Linked DNA regions of Zea mays: region 1 is linked to region 2. The links are chromatin contacts, called in public Hi-C maps. All regions are on one chromosome and are shown on one strand. Each heading gives the region's core, a stretch centred on a gene start, on an enhancer-like site or on the middle of the called end of the contact. The rest is flanking DNA. Distances are from core to core; before and after follow the strand shown.

Region 1 (4,889 bases), core at 1,911-4,410, 88 kb before region 2:
TGGAGAAACACATGTATGTATGATTAAATGCTGATATCAATTTAAGATGAGAATCTTAACCAGTGCCTCAGAGTAACAAATATCCAAATGTCTATCCTAAACAGTTAGACACTTAAGCCTAGTCGTAAAAGCTACTCCCAAAATCTCAAAAGTAACCAAGGAGTATATTTCTCTGTCTATTCGTCAGTAACATTTATAAGTTGTTGATAAAGGAGAATCACCCCTCATTTATATATTAGTGAATCTCCTATATTACATTTTTCTCATATGAACAAAAGATGATTCATGTATTCCAGCATCAATTCACTGTTTTCTTAAAGCATTTCTGAGCGCAAACATACAGTGTAGGCCTGGAGTACCTGTAACCCGAAACAGACAACTGCTAGAGCCAAAATGAGTTTTTGTCAGATATGATTTTTTCCAACAAATCAAATCCATCTCACCTGGACACAAAATCACAGACTCTTCTTTTGCCAGCTTGCAGCAAAAATCAATATCGTCATGAATCCCCTCCAAAAGATACAAATTTAATTTCACCTGTTTGTGACTTCTCCAAGTTAGAAAACTGACCAACAAGTTCTAAGAGTATCTATATGTTTCATTCAGTGTGGTTGTGTGTAACAGATAATATATAGAGAGATAATGTTTATATAACATGACTACTTTTTGATGAAACAATAAATAATTTCTAAATAGACAAGAGCTATTGTAGTAAATTGAAAGATTTATAGTACCATTTCAGATGCTGATTGTTCTAACATAGTGCTCAACTGTTTCATTTGTATTACTATTTTTTTCCTGTTCAACCACTATAACAACATATAATTTAGTAAATTGATTACCATGACAAACATGGAACCTTCTGGCTTGTGAGGGCAGGTGATGCACTTGATGTCCTTTATTTCTCTGTAACATATCTCTGAGGTTTCTGCTAGCAGACCAATGATCCTCCTGAAAAAATCTTCCTTTGTGTTCCCAAGAATATGGGGAAGTGCTCCCTAATCAAAATTTTCACAGTAAGTCTTAGTTATGAGACAAAATATGTAAGACAAGTGCTTCTGAAAATAAAAATGAATACTAGTTAGAAACTGGGATCCTGAAAGCATGTTTACAGACGAGACAATTTCCCATTTTCAGGTCTCGTACTTACAAAACTCATGTTGTCTAAAATAACATCACACTTTTCTTTCCACAGATCACAGGGCAAAATGAAGTAGCACGACTCAAAATCACCATTATTTTAAACACATTTGAATTGATGAGACAATTATATATTATTAAAAGAATATACGGCATGTTTGCGTGTAAGCACTTTTAATTATTAGAAATGGAGGTCTCTTATAATAATTATATAAAAGATACGCAGATCGCCTACGTTGATTTTTTTTTTGAAACGAATGGATACCAGTGCAGGGGAAAATGTACAAGCTACTAACCTGAACAAAAGTTGCCGGATCAGTTGAAACGTTAAGGAAGTTTGTTATTGATGCAATGATCTGCAGAAGTCGATAGTTAGTGAAACAGCGTAGCAACACTACTTGAAATAAGGACGTAGGATACAGGCTAATGATTTACCTTGGTTTCTTGCAGAATCTTGTTGGGATCACATACAGCTACCCAACCAAGTCGCCACCCAGGCACTATCCACCTCTTCGATAGTGATCCTATGCTCAAGACAGGGGCAATGTGGCCAAAGACACCCATTGGGACGTAAGGGGTGTCCCCAAACACCAGGTTTCCATACACTTCATCAGCGATGACTAGTATTCCAAGCTTCCTTGCTACCTCCGCGACCTAAATGACATCAAGACGTGCTTAGAACACAATTTGGTCTCCGCGAGGACTAGTTAAACTAAATTCAATTTCATTTAAATGGTCAGTGAGATAAGCAGCCATGCCTTGGCTAAATGTTCACGGGTGTAGACACTGCCGCAAGGATTGTTGGGGTTTATGATGACCATTGCGGTGGTGTTCTTGTCAGCAATCGACTCCAGAGAGTCGATATCGATTTCCCACCCTCTCTCAGGAATCAGATCGAAATGGCGAACTTGTAAGTTGTGCAGTCCTGCACGCGCCTCATAATTTGGATAGCCTGGTCTTGGGAGCAATATGTTGGCGCCCGGTTGGGCAAGGACTGAGACGACAACCTCAATGGCTTGAGTGCCTCCAGCGGTGAGGAAGATGTCATCAGTTGACAGCTTGTATGGAAGATCACTTGACAGGTGCTCCGCCAGAGCACTGTTTTTTTTAAAAAGCAGCAATAGAAAAATCAGTATTCACCTGTCTTGCGCCAGTCAATAATAAAATTTGCAAAAAAAAAAAATATAAACAGGTTACGCCGGTCAATAATAAGTTTGGCAAAAATATGTGAAAGACTGAGCTCGTTAAGGAAGATAATGTGCTACAATATTCTTAGAGAATATACTGCCAGTTATCCCGTAGCAACGAGAATGTATGTGTATATTTGGCAGTGTTTCGCCTGTCTTGAGTCCTGTATGCAACAACACATACAGAAGTACTGTACAGTACAGGTGCTTCATCAGAACAAGCAAGCCCATTCCAGCACGCTAGGTAGTTCCCTTCATTTCCCGTAGTGTTTTCTTGTTAGGAAATACTCCATGGTGGCAATGCCCATCATGAAGGAATTAAGTTACGCGGTTGGTGGTGGCATCGGCACACGGGAACAACGTGCACACCATCGAGAGCGAGAGCGAATTGATTAACCGTACCGGCGGGCTTCGGGGAGGCCCACGCCGGCGGGGTAGCAGTTGAACTTGCCCGTCCGGAGCGCGGCGGCCACGGCGTCCTCGGCCTCGGCGGCGGTGCGGAAGGCCGGGAACACCGAGGGGTCCCCGTGCGCAAGCGGCAGCACGGGCCGCGGGTCGCGCCCGTCCACGCTCGCGCTGATCTTGAACCGCGCCGCCCGGATGCTCATCTTGTCCCCGGCCACGGCCAGCGCACCCTCCTTCGCCGCCCGAGCGAACCGCCACTCCGCGTGCCCGCTGCCATTGTCGCTGGCGTGGGTCGCCATGGGTTGGACAAACAGGGGGCGACGGAGAGAAGAAGTGGGGCCGAGGTGGTTTTGGGCTGTGGAGGCCGGAGGGAGAGCGATTGGCTGCGCGCGCGAGCTGTGGACTCGATGACTTGAGTTGATTTGGTCCCTGGCTAGTCAAGTGTGCCTCCACTCCACCTTTTTATACGCGGCCGCCAGCAGGTTTGGGCCTCGGGCCGGGCGGCACGATTCACGCGCCCCGGCCGGGAGTCTGCCAGGCCGCTTTGGCAGCCGAGACGGCATCCCCTCGTCCTCACTCACTACTCCGTTTTGTCCTTGCGTTGGTGGTAGCTGGTGCGTGCCTGGTAGCATACAATACAAACACAGACGCCGGTAGGGTGGTCCGTGCACGGAGCATGCATGATCCGCGCAGTCCTTGCTTGTCTTTTCCTCCTCTTTATTCTACTTTGTTGGCCCATTCACAACTATTGTGTTAATCAACAACTAGTCGATGATCATATGTTAATACGATACATAAATATTCAATAAAATATCGATGCATAATAATAAAATGAAAACAAACAATGTATTTATTATCTCGACCTCATTAGCAAGGAGTAGTCAAGTCTATACCACTCTATTAGGAATCTCTACTCCTATTATGAACGTAAGGAGGGCGTCCACAGCCCCTCGTGCCCCCGCCTATCTCACGCGCGGCTACCTCCCCTACACGCTGCTTTCAACGCCGGCAGCCGCACCCCAAATTCCTCCCCACGCGCTGCTTTCTCTCCACCAATGGCGCCCTGCCCCAACGGCTGCCGAGATGCACAAGTTGCGGCTGCCGCCCTTGCCCGCCTTCAACGCCGGCAGTCGCACCACAAATTCCTTCCCACGCGCTGCTTTCTCCCCACTAACGGCGCCCTTCCCCAACGGCTGCGAACGCCCTTCCCCAATGTCTCCTTCTACGCGCGTCTTCCTCCCCACGCGCTGCTCTGGCCGAGATGCCGCCTTCTACGACACGAACGCCAACAGAGCCGGAGCCCGAGCCCATCCCGCCTTCAACGCCGGATCTCGCCCCAAATCCTCGCCCGCCTTCAACGCCGGCAGCCGCTCCCCAAATTCCTCCCCACCAACGATGCCCTTCCCCAAACCCCTCCCCGCGTTCAACGCAGACAGCTCACCCAAATCCTCGCCCACTTCCCATCGATGGAGAAAGGAGTGTTACTTAAGGACCATGCCACCCCCAAAACAGATAGGCGTTGCCAACAATCCCATCCGGGTACATCTCTGCGATCCAGTAAGTTGCGGCGCCAATCCCCATCCAGGTACATCTCTGCAACTTCTCAATCCTCAATGTCTATATGGTTCTATATGTGTAAAATAGAACCACACATGAGAAAAATATTAATAATTACCCAATGGCTTTTTACAGAATTGGTTCATCCTCATCAATCATGTGATATGTTTTTATAGTTTGAAGTGAAGGATCATATAACTAAACATGTTTTACACAAGGTTTAGAAGATGCTATAATGTTTCCTTGTCATTTTAACTATATTTTTACACAGTACATACTTAGATGTTAGTCTTTGGGCACAACTCCTATGCAATGGGAGACACATTTTTAGCATCCTTAGGTTGGGTGGTTTGTAGAAGAAAGGAAATAGCAGTAAGTTGCAAAGATAGCAGTAAGTTGTAGAGAAGGTAGAAGTAATAATATATTGTATAGAACTCAGAGAGGTTGGGTGGTTTTTAGGGTAATCTGTTTTTGTCTGCTATCAAGTGTTCATGCAAGTGTTATATCAAGTGTTCATCCATGCCAAGATGGTTACTAAGCGAACACACGCAGCATGCATGGATCTACCTTATCTTAAGTGGTCTCCATCTGATCTTGCTT
Region 2 (4,510 bases), core at 1,317-3,816:
AAAAGACTTTGAAATCTAAGCTCCAAGAGTCTCTTTGTATCCCTCCATATTAATAGGAATAGAGATTTTGGTTATGAATAGGAATGGAGATTTTGCTGAAAAAAATCCCAGCAGTTCCATCATCTAGACCGAACATTTCCATCCTCTATTGCTAGTTTCTTGCTTGCTAAAGATAGAGAGTGGAGTTGGCTCTCCAAAGTGCTGTAGAAGATATATAGAGGTTGTTGGAGGGTGGAGAAATACAAGGAGCTAGTTTTATGAGAATGGCTCCCTAAGGATTTAGAGTGTGGATTGAAGAAAGATTGTTGGTAATGCTGTAAATGGCGAGTCCTTGGTGATTTCATTATAGGAACTGCATTGCATATATTCCTTTTAAAAGTGGATGCTAGCAAGCTCCATGAATTTCTTTATTCTTAAATCTTAAGGCATACATAATTTTAATGGCAATATCAACTTGAAACATAAGTGGGGACCTAGACCTGACTATATATGTAACATACCAATTTTTCTATTCAATCTTTAACCTAAATTGATTTATTTCATAGAATATGTTAGACTGTGTGTTACTGTATTGTAATTGGCTTTGACCCAGCCCATGCACAACTCGATATATATACAAGTGTCTGCCCTAATTGGGTTAGCGTCTCCAATCTAACATGGTATCAAAGCCACCGTCCTTCCCTAACCTGTTGCTGGCCTTGGAGCCCTAGACGTCGGCCACCATGTAGGTGCCGTGTTGGGGCGAAGGCGAACACGCTACCCTTCGCTCGATGCCTTCGTCTCCTCATCACTCTGACGAATGCTACATCCACAGAATGCGTCCGAACAACCCGAAGGCGTCGACTGGACGGAGACCGGCGCGGTCCACTTCGCCCTTGCTGTTGAAAGACGAAGGCTTTGTCGAAGTCTATGGGTCTCCCACGTCATCACCGCCCCGGGAGGCCCACGCGGGATTCGGTCCATGATAACGGGCCCTGCGAGGATAAGCGCGTTACGGGCCACGTCTGTAATAGCCTTTACCGTAATGACTGTCTGTAACCTCCCCTCGTGGGAATATTCTGGGGATAAACCGGGTACTCGAGGGCATAAACGTCTTTTACAAGGGACAGGCGGCCACTCGAGTGCCTATAAATACCCCCGTACAGTGCCCTCACAGGGGAGATTAACAAAGCTTTTGCCATCCCTCGACAAACTTTTGCAAATACTCTTTCCACTTTCAAGGTCTGGGTGTTTGACGAGACTATGGTGCAGGGTCGGACGCTGGGCAACTGGCTGTTGTCCCGGCGCCGGTGGCGGCTGGGTGCAAATAGTAGTGCAAGAAACAACATAAAGTGAGTGCAACATATTTAAACATTTAACCCTCCTGTTTTTGTGGTTTTGCCCAAGGTTGCACGTTTTGGTCTTTTAATCCAACTCATTTGGACTTTGCATCTTCAATTTGCTTGAATAGAACCTGTGCTCATGGTCATACCAAGATGGTTAGTTCAAAGTAGTGTGTTAGGCAGTTAATCACCAAAACACTTAGAAATGGCTCAATGAACATTTTCGTTTCACCGGCCGCACCACACACCGCCCTGTACTTTTCGGTGCCTATGGCTCGTTTCGTCGATTTTGCCCGCATCTACCAACGACGTGTGTGGCCTAATCCATCGATCTACTCTTTCGACGAGCTGCCCCGTGCCTAGCCTGTTCACACGCCGAGCCGCCGATGCACCATCCGGTTGCCATCCATCATGACACTCGACGTTCTCCTATCCGTCGTCCGGCTGGTGCTCACGGTCACCACCGTTCGACCTCCCTTGCTTGTATCGTCCTTCGTCCATAGCGCGCTCGCTGACCCCCACTGGTGTCACGCTATGGATGAGTATGTAGCCTTGCTGGCCAACCACACATGGGAGCTGGCGCCGTGTCCCCCTAGCACCAACGTGGTCATCGCCAAGTGGATCTTTTGGCACAAGCTCATGGCCGATGGTTTCCTCGAGTGGTACAAGGCTCGTTGGGTCCTTTAGGGCTTCACTCAGCGCCCTAGAGTGGACTACAATGAGACTTCTTGTCTTTTCGTGAAGTTCGACACCGTCGGACCGTTCTCTCTCTTGGCTCTCCTAGGATTGGGCGGTCCACTAGTTGGACGTCAAGAATGCCTTTCTTCATGGCACTATGACCAAGAGGGTAAACTGCACCCAATCCACCGGGTTCGTCGACTTCACTCACCTAGGTATGGTGTGCAAGCTTAACCGCTCCTTTTATGGCCTCAAGTAGGCGCCACAGGCTTGGTATAGTCGCTTACTCGCTTCACCTTCTACTTAGTCTCCCTTGGCTTCATCGAGGTCAAGTCGGACACATTCCTGTTTATCCTTCGGCACGATGACGACACCATCTACCTCTTGCTCTATGTCGACGACATCATGTTCATAGTGTCCAATCTTGTCCTCCTCCAGTGCATGATCACCTCCCTGCAGCCTGAGTTTACGATAAAGGACTTGGGCCCTCTCCACCTCTTCTTGGGGTCACCGTGGAACGTTGCTCTCAGGGCCTCTTCCTTCACCAGCGCCAGTACACAACTGACATTCTAGAGCGGTCTGACATGTACGATTGCAAACCATGCATCACGCCTGTCACACCTGGATGGTCTCCGACGACGACAGTGACCTAGTCGGTGATGTGACTTGGGCCCTCTCCACTAGCAGGACGTCAAGAATGTTTTTTTTCACGGCACTCTGACCGAGACGGTGTACTGCAGCCTGCCAGTCCACCAGGTTTGTCGACTCCACTCACCCATGTATGGTGTGCAAGCTTAACCACTCCTTGTATGCTTCAAGCAGGCACCACAGGCCTGGTACAGTCGCTTTGCCTCCTACTTGGTCTCACTTGGCTTTGTTGAGGCCAAGTTGGACACGTCCTTGTTTTTCTTTCGGCGCGGCGGCGACACCATCTACCTCCTGCTCTACGTCGACGACATCATGCTCATAGTGTCCAGTCTCTCCCTTCTTTAGTGCATGATCACCTCCCTGCAACGCGAGTTTGCGATAAAGGACTTGGGCCTTCTCCATCACTTTCTGAGGGTTGCCATGGAACGCTGCCCTTAGGGCCTCTTCCTTTACCAGTGCCAATACACTATCAACATTCTAGAGCGGGATGGCATGTCCGATTGCAAACCATACTTCATGCATATCGACACCCGGACGAAGGTCCCCAACAACGACAGCGCCCTAGTCGGTGATGTGACGGCCTACCACAACCTCGCCGAGCTAAACAATACCTCACCTTCACCCGACTCAACATCGCCTACGCTGTCCAGCAGGTGTGCCTTCACATGGACACCCCACGGGAGCCGCATCTCACCGCTGCGAAGCGGATTCTTCGCTACCTTTATGACACCCTTGACTACGGCCTTCTTAGACCCTCTTCGCATTCTGAGCTAGTTGTCTACACCGACGCTGATTGGGCCGGTTGCCCCGACACGCGCTGGTCCAGCTTTGGCTACGCCGTGTTCTTGGATGCCAACCTCCTCTTCTGGTCCTCGAAGCGGCAGTCCGTCGTGATCCGCTCCGACGTGAGGCTGAGTACCGCGTTGTGGCCAGCGACATGGCCTCCTGGCTTCGGCAGCTGCTCTAGGAGCTTCATAGCCCTCTTGCGTTCGCAACCCTTGTCTAAGCACGAAGCACGTGGAGATCCATCTTCACTTCTTCTGCGAGCGTGTCACTGTTGGCGATGTCTGCATTCCGACCACCTCCTAGTTCGCCGACATCTTCACCAAGGGCCTCCGGTCTACGGTGTTCTCGGAGTTTCGGTCCAGTCACAACATCTGTAATGGATAGAGTTGCGATTGCGGTGGGATGGTAGACTGTGTTACTCTATTTTAATGGGCTTTAGTCTAGCCTATGTAAAACTCTATCTATATAGAAATGCCCGCCCTGATTGGGTTAGGGTTTCCAATCTAACATAATATGTTGTGTCAGTGACCATGGTGACCGGGTTGGCTTAGCTAATGACCCATTGTCTCCTATGCTCTTTGTCTTGGTTATGGATGTCCTTAATATTATGGTGCAGCGTGCCTCTGCAGAAGGGGTTCTCCAGCCCCTTTCTTCGAGATTCCTTCACCACCGGATTTCTTTATACGCAGATGATGTGGTTGTTTTCCTTCGGCCGGATGTGGTTGATATTGAGGCATTTAAGGGGATTCTACATTTTTTTGGTGAAGCCTCTGGTCTGAAGACCAACATTCAGAAGAGTAATGTTTTCCCAATTCATTGTGATGAGGAAGATCTGGCTTCAGTGCAGACATCTTTACCTTGCCAGCTGTCTAATTTCCCATGCAAATATCTTGGGCTTCCATTATCCTTAAAACGTCTATCTAGGCCGCAATTGCAATCTATCATTGATCGTATTGCGGTCATGCTTCCAGGATGGAAGGCGGAGCTTATGTCCAAGGCTGGCCGGGCTGTTTATATTAAGTCGGTTATGACTTCCAGATTTGTGTATTTGGCTATGGCCCTGGATCTCCCTGCTT

Evidence for each region. A called contact is a pair of places that touch in the nucleus more often than the background predicts.
Region 1: a Hi-C map of endosperm shows a contact between it and region 2, with 2.7 times the contacts expected there. The contact joins the promoter of LOC100193424 here to the enhancer-like site in region 2. A contact is called at or near these places in 4 of 25 Hi-C or Micro-C datasets (ear, endosperm, leaf and 1 more).

Annotation. Positions count from the first base shown.
Region 1 is chr4:226,786,776-226,791,664 of Zm-B73-REFERENCE-NAM-5.0, reverse strand. It overlaps LOC100193424 (nicotianamine aminotransferase 1), which reads right to left and starts at 3,160. Exons shown (of 7, transcript NM_001138546.1): 1 at 2,730-3,160; 2 at 1,899-2,238; 3 at 1,576-1,794; 4 at 1,437-1,496; 5 at 843-998; 6 at 444-537. The coding sequence starts at 3,031.
Region 2 is chr4:226,698,452-226,702,961 of Zm-B73-REFERENCE-NAM-5.0, reverse strand. The region is part of intron 2 of LOC100383218; the gene reads left to right. Among protein-coding and RNA genes, the nearest start is that of LOC100383218, 3.2 kb to the left of the region's middle. Within about 2 kb of position 2,566, at least 2 of the 20 cell types and tissues checked have an H3K27ac peak or open chromatin away from gene starts, as enhancers often do. A contact at or near this core is called in endosperm, where this site is marked.